2 separate regions of the Cydia pomonella genome follow, and region 1 is linked to region 2. Evidence: chromatin contacts called from public Hi-C data. All regions are on one chromosome and are shown on one strand. The core of a region is the stretch at or near the end of the contact, and the rest is flanking DNA. Distances in the headings are between cores, read along the strand shown. Region 1 holds the start of LOC133516440 (GATA zinc finger domain-containing protein 1). Region 2 holds the start of LOC133516437.

Evidence for each region. Hi-C and Micro-C count contacts between places; a contact is called where the count stands out from the background.
Region 1: a Hi-C map of whole body shows a contact between it and region 2, with 5 times the contacts expected there. The contact joins the promoter of LOC133516440 here to the promoter of LOC133516437 in region 2. A contact is called at or near these places in 2 of 2 Hi-C or Micro-C datasets (both in whole body).

The regions. Positions count from the first base shown.
Region 1 is chr3:27,143,325-27,147,804 of ilCydPomo1, reverse strand. LOC133516440 (GATA zinc finger domain-containing protein 1) reads right to left here and starts at 2,159. Exons shown (of 3, transcript XM_061849389.1): 1 at 1,641-2,159; 2 at 897-1,083; 3 at 157-350. The coding sequence starts at 2,048. The coding sequence ends at 184.
Region 2 is chr3:26,994,864-26,999,505 of ilCydPomo1, reverse strand. LOC133516437 reads left to right here and starts at 1,839. Exons shown (of 3, transcript XM_061849376.1): 1 at 1,839-1,995. The coding sequence starts at 1,875.

The DNA of each region.
Region 1 (4,480 bases), core at 910-3,409, 150 kb before region 2:
TATAATATGTAAGTCGTATATTACTTCTATTTCTTTTATAAATATGCCAATCAAAAGAGTTGCAGCAACACTATACAATATACAACTATAACAAACCAGAAAATAGGCTGGATAGAGGTTAATTAAGGTGGATTTCCACGTTAATAATAAAATCAATTTAGCTAAGAAAGAAACTTTAATTATCTATGTCCTTTCTCTGGGCTCCAGTGACGTCCAAATGTATCCAGTGTAGTTGTTGACCTCATTGTCGGTCAGAGGATATGGACTGTTACTGGCCTTATAGTAGTCTGAAGGAGCATGCATAACAAATTCCATTACATCTAGCTTCCTAGCCAGTTCTTCTTCTGGACCTAAAAAATAAGATGTGTTGGTTATAAGGTATACTCTAGCATACCCAGTTTGGCAGAAGAAAAAGGCTCAAATTTCAAATTTTCTTTGGGAAAACAACCCTTTGCGCTACATTTTTTAAAATTTGCAGCCTTTGTTACGGACAAATTTAGTGTGCCAGGGTATATGTATTGCACTGTAGGGAGTGGCTAAGCATACAAAAATATGTTGTTTATAAAATTGACATTTTAAAATTCTCAGCTGTACTATTACAGGTAAAAACTTTAAGACTGTTTTTTTATAATTTATTTTATTTGCCTCTTTTTAGGCGGGTCCACACAGAGCGAGCATACGAGCGAGGCAATTTCCTCACGCATGAAATGGCCAGTATAGATGTACCTTGGCCGAGATGACGGAAATTGCCTTGCAAGTATGCTTGCTCTGTGTGGACCTGCCTATTAAAATGCAAGGGGGAACTACATAACTTCTTTTTTTTTAGCTCAGTCAATTATTAAAGATAGTGTAACAAATAGGACTGAAAGATAAAGTCAATACTTCTAATGTCTTACCAATAATATAAGTAGCAGGGTCAAACCCACTCTCGGGAGGAGGACTAGCTTTAGTTGGCAACAGCCATGTGACAACGGCACTCTTCTCACAATACTGGTCAGTCATGAAGCCTCGAATTTGAGCGTAGTAGGTACCTCCGTCAATGTCAATCATTGAGACTATGTCGCCCACTTGCATGTAGTTGCCCTGTAAAGAATTAATTGGGTTTATAATGATGTGTAAAGAAATTTTATTCTATTAAAATAGTGTATATATTATGAGTATATAATTATTAAAAAATTGTGTTTTTTCTATTTAAAACACAACTTGCTGTTTGCAATCTATCGTATTAAGAGGGAAGTATAATAAGCATGTGACCGTCCATACAAAAAGAAAAAACATTTTCCGTCCTCCATGATTTTTTTGCATGTTATTGACATTAAAAAATGAAAACTAAAATTTTGCAAATGAAAATTTTTTTTTGTTATTTAAGTAGCGATATCTATACCTAAAATATTTTATGCTGAAGTGATTAACATCAAAATCAAAGTGATTTGTTAAGATTAAGTGAAAACCATTTTCTCCTAAAATGGAATTTCATAGAAAAAGTATTATGTATTTCGTTAGGATCGCAAAGCTATTCTTCCCTCTTAACTAGAGCTATTGTGACACATTGCATGTAAGTTAGATTATGGTTATGTAAACTGGTGGTACTATTGATAAAGCGAATATGAATAAAGCCAGAATTCACAATCAGACTTTACCTTATAAAATACTGAATCACTAGTCACAACAGTGGCTGTTGCTGTCGGCGCCTTCAAAGGTTGTCTCTTGAAGATGCTTCTGCGGCCTCTTCCACGAGGCGCCGCAGATTTTGGAGCCACGGACGCGGGGGTCTTCGGTTTATATCGCGTCGCTCTTGTACTCTTCCTAGTACCTTTCCCAGTCGCTTTTGCTGGTGTAGTCTCACCCTCAGTCTTTTCATTTTTAGTTTCTGGTTCGTCTTTATCCTCGCGTTTAATTTCCACTTCAGTTTTGAACGTAAAAGGTGGGCTTCCTTCTTTTGCAGCAGTATTTGAGAGGTGACATTCGTTGCAGATTTGACCGGTTTCCGCATTCCGCCAGAGAAGAGAATCGTTTACGCCGCACTGAACACAAGTTGGTTTCGGCATTTTTGTTAATTTTCCTTCAATAAATTGCTGATAGGAAGGATAAATAACATTTATTCATACTGCCGTATGGCACGCGAAACAAGACGCCTGAACAGTAGTTTTCCGTTTTACGCAGCTTGAATCTGATTTCATGTTGTAATAAACGCGCTCATTTTATGCTGTACCTAAAATTGTAAGCATAAAGATATGATTGAACATAACGTAAAAGTTTTAATTTAATAAAATAAAGTTAGGTCGAAAAGGTGCTATGTTTTCTGCCATTTAGTCTTTATTTTAGCGTGAAACGAATCATGTTTTTACTGTCAGTGTCAGTTTAGTTGTACCTTTAATACCGCCCTCTGTTGTCAAGTAGCAAAAGTAAATTTGTAGTGACATCTATTGAGAGTACGAGCAGTATATACATCGCCAATGTTACGGATAGATGTCGCTACTAAGAAATTAGTGATCACGTGAATTTTTAGGGTTCCGTAGCCAAATGGCAAAAAACGGAACCCTTATTTAACTTTTCCTAATCAAAATGATCAAAATGTAGCGATTTTATAAATTTCTTACAAATACTGTGTTGACGACCATTTCAATAAGAAACAAGATTTTTTTGCACTGCACCTGTTTCAATTATTATTTATATTTCATAATTTGTGCTACCATTTAGTTAATTTTAATCGTATGTAACCAAAACGCGACTGATCTATAAATCAAGCAGCAACAAATTGCAGTAAACGTTGGTAATTTAGAGCGTGTGAATTTGCATGAAACGCTCGTTGGGCGCTATCAAACGGCATGTTTAGTTGAAACAGGCTTTATAGCTGCCAAATTGTCAACATCGATACATTTTGTAAGCTTACGGGCTGGCAATAAATTGTAGCTAATAGCTAAACTAATAAAAGCGTAGTTCTTGAGGACCTTAAAAAAGACCAGTAAAAACCAAAACTTGGCAGTGTTTGTCGTTCAATTTCGGATACAGGCTGTCCCAATGCGCTATTGGCTATGGATGTGGTGGGAATTCTAATTTCTAATTACCAAATTATGTTTTTTTTTTAAGTTAATGTAGTTTTGACGACCGGTCGGGCCTAGTGGGTAGTGACCCTGCCTATGAAGCCGATGGTCCCGGGTTCAAATCCTGGTAAGGGCATTTATTCGTGTGAAGAGCATAAATATTTGTTCCTAAGTCATATTTATATATTATATATATCGTTGTCTAAGTATCCTCAACACAAGCCTTATTGAGCTTACTGTGGGACTTAGTCTATTTGTGTAATAATGTCCTATAATATTTATTTTTATTTTTTTAAACACATGCCGTATTTAAGGGTGGAAAGCAAAGGTTACCTACGCCTATCTTCAAGTAAAACACTGTTTTTAATTACCTACCTAAACATATTGTGTTAACTCTTTTCACAAAGCTACGCGTATTTACCTACAAGTTTTCGCATCGTTATAAGTAGAACGAAACTCCAACTAAGCCAATTAAAACTTTAAAAATCCCTACAAATGTCATTTGAAAAGATCGAATACGTACGCTTTGATGAAAACTTTTAACGAGTGAAATCCGCTGAGAGCTCATATTCAATGGAAAGGATTCAATTTCTTCGACATTTAGCAACTTTAGTGAGAAAAGTTCAAGCTACTTACGTATTTTTAGCGTCGCTGTGCTTTTACTGTATATTTCGATTTTTGCGTATTTAATTTATTTTCATTATTGGAAACAACTGAAAGTCATTTCTTGTTTTTTTTTTTTCTAGGTATTGCTTATTATTGGTAAATTATAATTATAAACAAGTACAATAACAAAACTTATAAACTAGGTACTACTAAAATTAAGTATACTTAACTTTACTTATACTCACCTATCTTAGGTCCTCTAGATCTGACCCCTGCGGCAGGGTGGCCATAATATTGGTGCCCTTAAAATTATTATTATTTATTCGTATATTAAATTTATTTCGGTTTGTAATTTAGTATTAGTATATGTATAAATAGTAGGCACATAGGCTACATACTCGCGTACATTGATGCGATGTTGTTGATGGGTATTAATGATATTTATGTCGCCGCATCTCAGTTATCGTTCGCAAGTAGATATAAATTGGGTTAAATTCATTATTTTAAAATTATGCGCCTATTTTTTTACGTCAAATAATAATAATAAATTTCACCACACCAGCTTGTGAGAAAACTGATAAGAAAGTTACATTTTATCCATATGTGTGGCAAAGTAAAAGTAATTTGATGAAAATTTTGAGTTGTTTGCTCATGTTGGCTGATAATGTTCATTTGAATTTGATTTGTAATGTTTTACAGTTGGTATTTTCCTCCCATTAACGTGATGAAGAATTTGTAGTTGTTTGTTTAACCCTCGTGCCTTGAAATCCACGCAACGCTCTAGATTCCACTTTTTGAACACTTGCTACTCACGTGGTTCAATTTTTTCG
Region 2 (4,642 bases), core at 590-3,089:
GTAGTGACACGAAATTATGTGCAAATTAATTTAATATCGTTCTTACTACTCTTATAGCGTTATTCATAAACGCGTTACAGGCCTGAATTAGATATAAATCGTTTGTCGTTATCTGTCATTTTGACTTATGTATTTGCAAGAAAGGGATAGAACATAATTTAACTAAATCAGGCTCGTAAAGATTTATGAATAAGAGGGTTTTTGTATAATTTAATTTAGTTTGAACTAAATAAACTTTTTCTTTTATTTGGATTTGTTTTTTTTATATATAATCTTAACTGCGCATAATACAACATGTCTCAGGCATGGAGGCCACAATAATCGTTCGGTTTCGCTATTTTACTTCGATAAACAATGATTGCTATCGTTAACATTGTGATAGGCTTATCAGCTTATCGTTTGCCGTGAAACGCACTGTCTCAAGCAAAATTAACCTTAATGGTGTGTTATTAAGATTTATTTTAGAATGCAATTGTGAGAGGAAGATTATTGGTTAGGAAGGTAAACAATTTCTGGCGTTTTACAGCTGGGTTGAGAATGACACAGTGTTTAGGGATGTACACACACTGGCGTTGTTGGTATTAGGTGCATTAGAGTAACTTCGAATACGGGGTTATTTTGAAAATCTCTAAAGTCTAATATACCACACGCACGTCATACTTTGGAAATACTTACGCTACAGCAACGCTTACCGAGGCATCTCGATATCTGTTGGTACAAAATATGCTTTTAGTTTAGTACATATACCGGGTGTGGCCTGTAACATGACCAATCAATTTAACTGAAGGCTCAAAATTACCAACATTTGTCCAGCCATTTTTGAAAATTATGAATTCTTTAGACTTCCTATTTTTCATACAAATTAAATATTACCTTCAATGTAATTTGTTATCAGTGTAATTGACGTTGATTGTCACGCTTTAAACATAACAAAATCCGCAATACACTGCGTCTTAGAGTAAACTTTAAAGTGTTTAAAGATTAAAATAAAAGTATTTTTTTAAAGTTGCTGAACAGATGTTGGTCATTTTGAGGAGTACAGCCTACAGTTTAATTTTTTGCTCCTCTTACAGGCCACACCCGATATAGTTAATAACTAACCTTAAGTTGCTTGATTTACTACCTTATAATGAAGTTGAATCACGTTGAATTATAAAAACCTGAAAAACTTGAGCATTTTTAGCAAAAATATAACATCATCAATTAAAAATATGTAGGTACCTAACAATTTTCACGCAGGTACCAGGCACGTCCTGAATTTTTAATATATTATGTGAGATCGTGGTTTTATTAATTAAAAAAACGTATTTGCTCAAATAGTTTATTATATATATTTCTTTTTATAGCGATATAGTGACTTATATCGCAAATAAATACGTAGCAAACAAATACTAATTGGATTAAGACTTAAGAGGACTATTTACCGCGATTCTGTAGAACTATAACTGTACTAACATAAATCTAATATCCTGGTAAGGCCCACCATTCCACGTTTCCCTATTTTTAATTGAAACCTTGTTGTAAAGTAAATTAGGATGTATTTTGTTTGTTAGAGAAACCAATAAAAAAAAATACTACTTTATTTGACTTATGGATGGTTCTAAAAAGATTGAATTAGAGTGTACAATGTAATGTACAGTGGGAGGATATTGTTGGTATTGCCAATACAACCAACGGATGTACACACAATAATCTGCTTCCGTCCAACATCTCAGCTCACAGCATCTAATTTATCCACTATATTGGATTATATATTGGATAACCCGACCAAAACCAATAGCCATAACCTCTATATTGTACTAAAATCTTAGCCGTATTCTCAATTGAGTTGTATTGAAAGTGGTTGACAAGTCAAGTCGTCTTATGTTTTAAAAATGTTTTTAACCGAGAAAGAGATAGTTTTTCTGTTTTTTCTTGTTATGGTGCTGTTTCTAGTGTGGTCGTATTTGCAAATATGCGATTTGTTCGTGGGGCGGATCGTCTATAAAATATTTAGTAAGTATTTATTTGTATGTTTTAACCTCCATCAGTTTTCGAGATTTGAAATGACACTTACTTTTGTTGTGCGGCATGTACCTATGCCTATGTGCACGTACCAAATTATAATTGCGTACTTTTCATGTATGGATTATAATATTCATTTCGATACGCTGTAGTCAACTTTAAAAAAAATGACCACTCATGTGCCGCCGCGCTTCCAAAAAGACCGGGGGACCGGCGGGCGGAGGGTCGCGCGTTTATGTGTAGACATTTTTGTGTACTGAGATACTTATCAATTTTCATGTGAGTTAATTTTCCTGTTATGTCTATTTCACAAGGACGCCGTGTCATAAACTGTCAAAAGAAAGTCGAAAACTGACACCTGACAGTGACAATTCACCGTAAGGTACATTAGTAGTCCAACAAGTAAACATTTACTCTAATGTACATGCCAGTGTTACTGTTATCAAACCAAAATTGTACTGGAAATTGTCAGATTTGTCAGTGCCAGGTGTCCATGGTCAAGTTCGTGAAATCGGTCCGTTATAACTACTGTATTTAGGCCATTCAAAATCGTATAAGTACTTATTGTTAACCGTCTTGTAGCGATTCTCGACAAGTTCAATACATGTATGTATAACAAATGTTAATTCAATAATAATATTATACAGAAAATGTATTGTTAACATGGCGTATTTATTCACAACAATTACCTAATAAAATACAACACTAGGTCGGTACCCGATTCACCGTCCATGCACGATTCCCCCTTGTAGTTGTAAACTAATGCAAATGTAATAATAAATAATTATATTGCGAGGCAGGGCAGCTTGTGGCGAGCTGTTGGGGAGTAACGGCCCCACGGACCCGAGTGCTTCCGAGAGTCGGTCAGGGTCTCCGTCTCCGGCGTGTCTTCGACGGTCGGAGTGGAATCTCAAGGGGACCGGCAGGATACTCAGTTCTGGCTTGCCTTCATTGACCGCCCAGAGGGGATTCGTAAGAGCTAGACGAGTATGCTCCAGGGGTGCACAGTAGCTGTTAACAGCCACTGGGTAGAAAGTAGCGCATAACTCTCAACACCTCTGAGCCGATCACACCGGTGTTGCTCCTGGTCGTCTTTGGGACGGCAGTTTCAGGGGCCCATCTAGTAGGCGCGTCACTTGCGTCGATAACGCGTTGTTATGGCAGGTCTCCGGACTTCTTTGCAATAACCCAGGCTTATTGTCCATCCAAACTTCAATCCATATACCGGTATACTGTTCACTTTTTCTACAATAGTCCCAATGCTTGCTGAGACCGGTTCATGGGTGTCTATTGTTGCGCCTGTAAACTGGTTCCAGCAGATAGAATAGAAGAACATAGATCCAGCACGTAGACGCCCTACGTGTTGGATCTATGTTCTTCTCCGAATGGATCATTTTTTGCCGAGACTCGCGGCAAGAAGCTCTTCACGAGTATGAACAACCGGCATTAAACTGTACGGATAACAACTGTGTTGGATTCCACGCCAGCTAAGCTACTGATCGCCTTCACCGCAGCCCTGAAGCCTGGCTCCGCCCAAACGGTATTATCAGGCTAGGGGTCGTGGGGTTGGGTAACGATCGTTAGCGAAGAGCTGGCCAACACCAGTAGCACACATCGTCCACAACAAGACGAGAATTAACCTCCCCGCATCGGTGGGGAGTGACCCGCCACAGCCGCCACAGCCGAAAGGCGGTAGCGGCCTGACATCCATCCATGTGTTGGATTCGGATTCAGATCAGAATAATTTCATACTGGTTGGATGTGGATTGAAAAACCTAACCAACATCAATCGTCACCTTTAGATGTGGGAGTAAAAAAAACATTAGGACTTTTCCCACATTACCTAGGCAAACCAATAAAAGGTCTATCTACCAGTGGCAATACGGCAAAAATATTTTCAGGCAAGACGGAGCTACATTAGTAGCTTTCTTTTTCTTCATGAGCTATAGAAAAAAAAATGTTCATCATCATCATCGTTTAGCCCTCAGCCGCCCACTACTGGGCATAAGCCTATCTCTTCGTGTACGCCACTTATCCCGGTCCTGAGCTAGTCTCATCCAGAAGTATCTCACGATTTATCGAATGTCATCCACCAAACGAGTCACCGGACGCCAGGCGCTTCTTTCATTCGAAAGCGGCAATCTGTCATCATTTTGGTCCACCTGCCACCACTCTGCCTGGCAACATGTCCCACCCAGTTCCATTTTAGCTTGGTAATTACGAAACTCGCAGACGCTCCGGCTGTGGAATGAGCTCCCTGCCGAGGTTTTCCCGAGAGTATACAGTATGGGGTTCTTCAAAAAAGGAGTGTACAGGTTTTTAAAGGGTTGGCAACGCACATGTAACACCTCTGGAGTTGCAGGCGTCCATAGGCTACGGTGACTGCTTACCATCAGGCGGGCCGTATGCTAGTTTGCCACCGACGTGATATAAAAAAAACCCCACATCTCGCATCTTGGTGCGGCATTTTATCTCGACATTCCTCACTCGGTCTTGAAGTTTAATGCCGAGAATGGAGAAAAAATGTCAATCCTCTGTATATTAGGCAAGCCGATTGGAATCGAGTTCCGGGGACGCCCGATACTGCTGTAGCACAAAATAGATAGTTAGATACATATATCTACAAAAATATTCTTAT